Linked DNA regions of Sus scrofa: regions 2 and 3 are each linked to region 1. Evidence: chromatin contacts called from public Hi-C data. All regions are on one chromosome and are shown on one strand. Each heading gives the region's core, a stretch centred on a gene start, on an enhancer-like site or on the middle of the called end of the contact. The rest is flanking DNA. Distances are from core to core; before and after follow the strand shown.

Evidence for each region. Hi-C and Micro-C count contacts between places; a contact is called where the count stands out from the background.
Region 2: a contact with region 1 is called in a Hi-C map of liver, with 4 times the contacts expected there. The contact joins the promoter of PIM2 here to the promoter of TFE3 in region 1. A contact is called at or near these places in 2 of 5 promoter capture datasets (fetal liver and liver), 5 of 47 Hi-C or Micro-C datasets (heart right ventricle, liver, mesenteric adipose tissue and 2 more) and 1 of 2 datasets of contacts at active chromatin or transcription factors (alveolar macrophages).
Region 3: a contact with region 1 is called in a Hi-C map of embryonic fibroblasts, with 2.9 times the contacts expected there. The contact joins the promoter of OTUD5 here to the promoter of TFE3 in region 1. A contact is called at or near these places in 3 of 5 promoter capture datasets (fetal liver and liver), 8 of 47 Hi-C or Micro-C datasets (alveolar macrophages, embryonic fibroblasts, heart right ventricle and 2 more) and 1 of 2 datasets of contacts at active chromatin or transcription factors (alveolar macrophages).

The regions. Positions count from the first base shown.
Region 1 is chrX:43,115,065-43,117,649 of Sscrofa11.1, forward strand. It overlaps TFE3 (transcription factor E3), which reads right to left and starts at 1,313. Exons shown (of 10, transcript XM_003135074.6): 1 at 894-1,313. The coding sequence starts at 1,009.
Region 2 is chrX:42,997,292-42,999,876 of Sscrofa11.1, forward strand. It overlaps PIM2 (serine/threonine-protein kinase pim-2), which reads right to left and starts at 1,284. Exons shown (of 6, transcript XM_003360311.4): 1 at 996-1,284; 2 at 752-861; 3 at 1-40. The coding sequence starts at 1,056.
Region 3 is chrX:43,028,168-43,030,752 of Sscrofa11.1, forward strand. It overlaps OTUD5 (OTU domain-containing protein 5), which reads right to left and starts at 1,304. Exons shown (of 9, transcript XM_003484107.4): 1 at 1-1,304. The coding sequence starts at 529.

The DNA of each region.
Region 1 (2,585 bases), core at 63-2,562:
AAAAAAAAAAAAGTACCTGTGTCTGAGTGTGTGTGTGTGTGTGTGTAGGGGGTGAAAAGGGCTGGCTGAGAGGCTAGGGCAGGTGGCCTCAGGAACAAGATCCTCCTCTGGGTTCCCCAATAAGGTCTGATGAGGCCTTCAATGAGTTAAGTGTTAGCACCACCTCCATTGCCTGTCTGTCTGACTGACTCCCATTCAAGCCCCTGTTGAGGGTGTGAGAAGAGGACTTTCCCACTATCCCTTGGATCTGACCCAGCTGGACGGGTGGGCAAGTGGAGGGATTATTCTGATCAAGTCTTGATGAATGTTGCTTTTCTTGTGCACTCGCACACACTCCCAAGGCTGGTCCCACGCAGCATATCTGAGATAGCCCCAAATCCCTTCAGAGTCAAGTTTCCCCAAACACAGCCTCCAGCAACCAGCCACTGGGAGTCACCAAGCTCCTGAGACAGCACCTCTGACTCCTAGGACCCTCTCTCTGAGGGGAAAAGAAGCCTTAAAATCAGTACCTCACTTACAGAGTGGCCCCTTAAATTCATTCTCCTCATACCTGACTCAAGAATCCCAAATTCAACCTCTAATCAGAGTCTCAGTCCCTGAAGTTCAGCGACGTTAGACCAGTTTGTGGACACAACAGAATCAGTCCCTCTAGACCCAGTCAAGGGCCCCCCAAATCTGAACAAGGCCTCTCTTAATGTACTTCCACGACTCCTTTAAGCCTCAGTCCAAGCAGGCCACCGCCAGATTCCTTAGGTGCCCCCCCCAAGTCGGGCGCCCCGACGTCCTCCAAGCCTAGGCCAAGGGCCTCCGATCACAGTCCTGGGCCCCCGCTGCCCCCAGATCAGGCCCCCGGGAACCCCAGTCAGCACTACCGGTCCCAGGCGGCCCCGCACCTGAGCAGCTGGGCCGAGTCGGCCGGCCTGCGCTCCTCCAACAGCACGAACACGGCTCGAGGGCCCTCCGCGCTGGCCTCTACGCCGTCCCGAGCTGGCTCGGCCGCATGAGACATGACGCCCGGCCCCGGGCGAGCCCTGCCAGGCCGGTCGGGCCTCGGCCCGGTCCCCCCAACAAAATAAGAGTCCCCCTCCCCCGCTCGCCACCGCCTCCTCCGCTAAGCCATGGAGCGAGCTCTGCGCCGGCGGGCGGCGTCGGGGAGATGGGATGGGCCGTGAGTCATCCCCCGCCCTAAACGGACCGACACCCCCCCCAACCTAACCCCGGACGACCGCCTTCCTCCCCCTCGTCCTCTTCCCCCTCCTCCCTGGGCTGGGGAAACTCCACAGGAAGTGACCGCATGATGGATAGACAGCTCGCCGGGCCACGCCCTCTGGGTGAGACGACCAATCGTCGAGGGATGTTTCAAGGGCCCGCCCTAAGCTACGCCTCCGAAGCCAAAAGAAGACTAGATTCGGCAGGCCCTTTTTCCGAGAAGGGGGCACCTAGGCCACGCCCTCAGAGAGAGGCAAATCAATGAGAGGTAATTTGATTGAGTCACGCCTCTTCTTCTCAAATTATCCCTCCGCAAGATAGTAAGCCGCTCCTTAGGGCCTCTGCGCCTGCGTACTGAAGCCCGGTCGGCGCGCGGAGGCTCTCCAGGCTACGCTTCTAGCTGCGGAATCGCGCCCTCTCTCGGCCAGCATTCGTAATATCCACTCTCCAGACCGCGCTCCAACCTTGATCTAGCGGTGCCTGCTAAGCCAAAGCCTAAGCCTTGAGGCCTAGGCAGCTACGTTCCCTTGAATTGCGCACCAGAAACCCTGCCCTCTCGGTACCTACAGTCCAGCGATCCAGCTGGTCTTCCAGGAAGCGCTCCGTCTGCTCTTTGTTGTTCAGAGCGGTTGTTGTACTAGGTCGTTGTGCTACACTGTAGGTGCTTAGTAAAATCCTTGACGGATGGCTGAATGAGTGGAAAGATGGACATTAGATCCGCTCCCTTCGGTGGATGACTTCTGTTGTTATACAGAACTGGGTTTGGATATGGACAAGGGACTTACCCTCTCGGAGCCTCAGCTTTCTTGGCCGTCAAATGGGGGTCTTAATACCTGTCTGGCGACATTTTTATAGGGAGTAGAAGTAATTTATGAATAGTGCTAGCAGATTTTTTGGTATACAATAACCTCTCCAAAAATTCATTGATTCAGGAGTTCCCATCGTGGCGCAGCGGAAACGAATCCAACTAGGAACCACGAGGTTTCGGGTTTGATCCCTGGCCTCGCTCAGTGGGTTAAGGATCCGGTGTTGCGGTGAGCGTGGTGTGGGTCGCTGACGCCCCCCGGATCTGGCGTTGCTGTGGTTGTGGCGGAGGCCGGCAGCTGTAGCTCCAATTAGACCCCTAGCCTGGGAACCTCCATATGCCTCGGGTGCGGCCCTAAAAAGACAAAAATAAAAAAATTGATTCACTCATTTGTGCACTGGTACAGCAAACATTGATTGAGCTCCTCTGTGTGCTAAATGTATGCAAGTTGGCTTGCACACAGCGGAGGGTCCCACTCACACCTTCAGGTGCACAGTCAACTCACAAAACACCAGGACCAACAACCTTCCCTAAATTCTTCCCAGCATCCCAAGACCATGCCCATCAGTTG
Region 2 (2,585 bases), core at 34-2,533, 120 kb before region 1:
AGCCCAGCACGCGATTCCGGGGGATCACTTTGATGGCCACCTGAAGAAGTGAGCTGAGCTGAAGGGGCCAGCAGAGAACCCCCAGACCCCTCCCAGTCTGGACCCTCTTCGCCCTAGTCTTTCTGGTCCCAACCACTCCACGCCGCAACCTCAAATGAGCTGGAGCTTCTCCCCTGCCCTCCAGGTCCCCAGAAGCGAGTACACCTCTCCCACCATCTTTGGCCCTGGGCTCTCCCCCAGGCTTCAGGACCCCTCGCTCCGGGTGCGGAGTTCTGAATGTCCTAACACCCCAAGCCCTCGATTTCCCCAGCCCCAGGACTGTACGGGGGTGGGTTCTGATCCTCACGTCTCCATCCTGGACACCTGCCTCCAAAATCCCCCAAATCTCAGCTCTGGGTCCCCACCTTCCCACACATATACACCTCTCCTGGATTCCAAGGTCTAGAATCCTCATGATTTCCCCCCTCCCCCACTCCCCAGTCTCACTCTCGGGACCTCCACAATCCTTGCCTTGAACCCACCGCTCCGTTCCCCCCACATACCCACCTGGACCGCCCCCCCCCACGCCCGCGCGTCTGCGCGCGCACCCGCGCGCGCACCAGGATACCCCCAGTAACCCGGATCCCGGCCTTCATGACCCTAGCACACGCACATTGTACGCTTATTCTCTGGTCAATTAGCATCCCAGCCCCCGGGCTCCCGCCGCCGCCACACACACACCTGGCCCTCCCAAGACCCTCGTGGTGGATACCTGGAGTCGGTCTGTGACGCGATGTCCTGCGAAGACGGTGCCAAAGCCCCCCTTACCCAGGAGGGGGCCGAGTCGGTACTCGGCCTCGAACGCTTCTCGATCCTTGCCTCCTACGCAGGCGGAGGCGGGGAAGTCAGGGTGGCGGCGTGCAGAGGCCGGCCACGACCCTCTCCCCCTCCCCCCCGCGCCGCCCTCAATCACCCCAGCCCGCCCGGCCTGGTCGCCGTAGGGGAGCCTCTCTCACCTGGCGGCGGCGTGGGGGTCATGGGGGCCACGGGCAGCCCCTGCAGAGGCTTAGTCAACATGGAGGAGGAGCTGCGCAGATTGAGCCCGCTGAGCCCGCAGGGCGTGGACGCCCGGGGCAGCGAGGCTGGGGAGCCAGGACTGGGGGGCGCCAGGGTGGAAGGTAAGGAAACTGGTGGCCCAGAGGCGCCGGCAAACAGCGCGATGTTAAGATTCGCCGCGCGCGCCAGCCCCGACGCTACTGAGACAGGGCACGCGCCTCCCGAGAGAGTCGCCCCGGGCGACGGCCCCGCCCACTTGGCTTTGATCAATCCGGACGCGGCACCTGCTGCACCCCAGCCAATCGGAGCCAGTCCTTATTTGCATACCACCCTCAACGTTCCAAGCACCCTTATGCAAATACATGCCCGGATCTTCCTCGGGGGCGGGGCCTGCATGCAAATAAGGGGGGCGCGCGCGAAGAGGAAACTGGTTATGGGAATCCCTTTTGCAGCAACCGCGTTTGTTTTGGTTGTTGCGCAGGGTTGTTTTTATGTAAGTGTGTGTACGTGGATATATAAACTTAAAAAAAATTCAATGCACCGCCTCCTTTTCTAGGAAGTTGCTTTGCCGCCGCCGGAGATAACGCCAGGCCTTCTAAGGCTTCTAAGAATCCCGGCCGGTCTCCAAAGGGTGCTCCTCACACCAGAACCAGAGCCCTTTAGGCGACTGGCAGCCTCCGCCCGGAAACTGAAGCTGAGGATCCTGGAAGAACCTGTTCAGCCGTCAGGGAGGGCTAACCTCCCTCACCACCGTGGGAGGAGCACTGGTCAAGGGCAGTGTTCCCACACCCGGAGGCCACGGCCTGCGGGCTGTTTGTGCAGCCCTTAACCTAGACAGACCTGCCTAGACCTGGCTGTGAGCCCAGTCAGCAGATCTAGAATCTGGAATGGCGAATGGGGCGCGCGCGCGGGGGGGGGGGTTCTTGGGGATGGGAGCAAGCCAGAGTGGGGGTGGCTTCTTGGGCATGCTTCCGGATGAGAGAGACGGACTGAGAGAGCTCCGGGAGGTGGTCAAGTCACAGATTTGGGGAAAATAGCTCTCGTGCCGCAGGAAGAGAGACAGGCACTCCAAAGACACACACAGAACTGCCGCGAGAGAAATACACAAACATGTGCCGCCATTCATGTGAGCTTGTCCTAGACACACATGCAGATACCTACTGTCACACATAGACAGACATCCACTGTCAGGCAGGCATGCTGCCAGAGTCAAGTTCCAGAATGACACTCGAGAGATGCACTGTTACAGAAAGGCACTCCAGAGAGATTCACATAGACCTACATGTAACGAGGACACAGATATGTCCTGCCAGACACACAGCCAGAACTTGTGACGAAGACACTGGCACCATCAGACATGCAGTGTCACAGAAAAGACTTGTACTGTTCCAGAAACGAGAGACCCAGAGTCTGACACAGGAACACACACAAACACTCCAGAGACACACATGCACTGCTCCAAAGCCAGACATATACTTAGGTGCTAGAGCAACAGATAGGCAGTGTCACAAAAACAGACATGGACAGATCCAGTCACAGTCACAGACACA
Region 3 (2,585 bases), core at 54-2,553, 87 kb before region 1:
TGTTGTAACCTGCGCCGACCTCCTCGCGCTCAGGGCTGCCCCCGCCGACCGCGCCAACCCCGGGGGCTTGACGCCGCCTCTTGCTGTGGCCCGGCCCGGAGCAGCAGCCGCCCACGCCCACGGTGCCGCCCACACCCACCACCACGCCCGCCGCGCCCACCCCCGCTGCCGCTGCACCCAACGCGTCACCAGGACCGCCGCCGGGACCGCCGGGACCCCCGCAAGGAGGAGGAGAGGCCTGCTGTGGCCGGGGTCCCGCCACGGCGCCGGGCGGCACGGCCAGCGCCCAGCGGTGGAGTGCACCTGGTGGCCCCGGGAGCGGGCCCTGAGGCGGTGGCGAAGCTCGGGGACGGGGCCCCACGACGCCCGAGTCACGGTCGCGGTCGCCACCACCCACGCCCGTGCCACCGCCGCCCACGCCTACACCCCCGCCGCGCCGCGGCGCCGGGGGCAGCGGCCCGGGCGGCGGCGGCTCGTTGGCTGGGTCGGCGTCGGGAGGCGGCGGCTTCTTTTTGGGGAGAATAGTCATGGCGGCACTGCCGAGTACCCCCCAGCAAACCCGGCGCGGGGCACGCTGGGAGAGGACCCGGATGAGGGGGCTACAGTGGTGCGCGAAGCACGACGGGATCGCCGGGACCCGGATAAAGAGATCGCGGCACCGGTTCTCGAACCGTCGGCGGCGCGCAGGTCACGCGGCTGGAGAACCCGGATGTGAAGTCCAAGATGAAGGCACCGGTGCGAGCCTGTCGTAGCCTTCTCCCCAAGTCCAGCAAGATTATTGCTACGCTCGTTCCGGCCTTCGGCTTCAAAGGAAACAGAACCAAAACAAGCACCTCTTCGCCCCGCCCCCTCGCAGGTTCTTGAACTACCGGGTGGGGCCCGGGGCGTTGCGCACGCGCGCCGGGGCACAGCCCCGCCTCTCTCTCGGAAGTACGTGGGCAAAATCTTCACCGCCGCCACAACAATTGCGGGTACCAACCAATCGAAGCGGCTGCGTGGGTCCTCGGTGATGCCCACGGGCCAATCAGAAGCGAATAATCGCCCTCCCCTGCCCTCCGTCTCAGATTTCAGTCAAAGTCGGCACCCTCGTTCCTTGCCTTTCCTCTCGTCGTCCCCGTCCTGCTCTTCTCTCCCCGAGGCTCTGACTCGCAAGCGGGGGTACTGCAACTGGACAGCGTGGCCTGCCCCGCACACGACAGTTTTAAAATCGCCTCCCTTCCAGGCTTCCAACTTGGCTGCAGTCAGCCGGACTGACAGGAAAATATCAACACTCCCAGAGCTTAGCTAGACCCTGAAGCGTCAGTTCCGGTTCCACCCACCTGCAAATCCACATCCGGTGAGGAGGCGGGCGCCGCTTCACCCTGGCAACAAGCCTAGTTCTGCGGTGATTGGTTAAGAGATATCGTCACTCACGTCGGACGGGCCAACCTTGGGACAGACTGAACCGTGGGGACAGGGGGTGTTTGGAAAGCAGACACGCCCTCTCTGGCACAGCCGCACTCTCGCCCTCGCGTTGACCTCCCCGCCCCTGTGGCTAGTGCGCAGGCGCGGCAAAGCCTTTTCCTCTCCACCCCCCCACACCTCTTTTTTTCTTCTCCTCCCCCCGCACCCCCAAACTGAGTGTACCTGAATCGAGCGAAGTTTATAAACCAGCTCCGTCACCAACCAGCGTTTCACAATGAGGTTGGTAAAATTCCTGCTACTGCACGGATGGAGAACTAAAAGCTAATCCTGGCTCTGCCACTCCTGAGTGATCTCTGGCAAGCCATTTAAAACCCACCCAATCCTCAATTTCCACTTCTCTATAAAATGGCCATGATCATTCCAATTTACGCCTCAGAGATTAATGCTTACAAAGGGCCTCCCGCTGTGCCTAGGACACAGTAAGTGCTCAATTAATTATTCTGCATGTCAGTGCAAAGGAAAGGATCTCAGGCTTTGGAGTCAGGACGACCTCTGTTCCAGGCATGGGCGAACCATTACCAACTGTCTGACCTTGAGCAAGTCATTGTGTAAATTTTACCTCTTGTTACCTCTGTGTGAAACAAGAATGATAATGCCTGCCCAAACTACCTCAGGGTGCAGTTGGAGAATTCAGATGAGCTCACGAACCACGAAGGTGTCGGGAGAGGTGAGGGTTCCCTGCCAATCTTAGGAACCAAGCAATACAAGCTCTTCTGAGTGCCACCTAATTTTCTCCCTTCAGATGCCAACCCTAGTTGAAGTTCTTACTGAAGGGTGGCAGTAATAAACAGAATAGAGCTGTGTTTTCTTTTTCTTTCTTTCTTTTTTTTTTTTTTGGTGGTGTTTTCAGCTCATGAGACTTAATGGGCTTATGGTGTTTAGGGAACTGTGCAAAATGCCTGCGCACATTATCATACTGATTCTTCTCGTGACCGTCTCACTCAACCCTATATCCCACTCCCTGCTGGATATTTGTCCAGCATTACACATCTGGATCTGAACTTACAATAATAATTGTAGGTAGCCTTTACCAAGTAGTTGCTATGTGCCTGTCATTATGTGTGCAACAGCTTTGATGTTCCCACTGACAGTGAATGAATGACACCCAGCCTTTGCCCAAG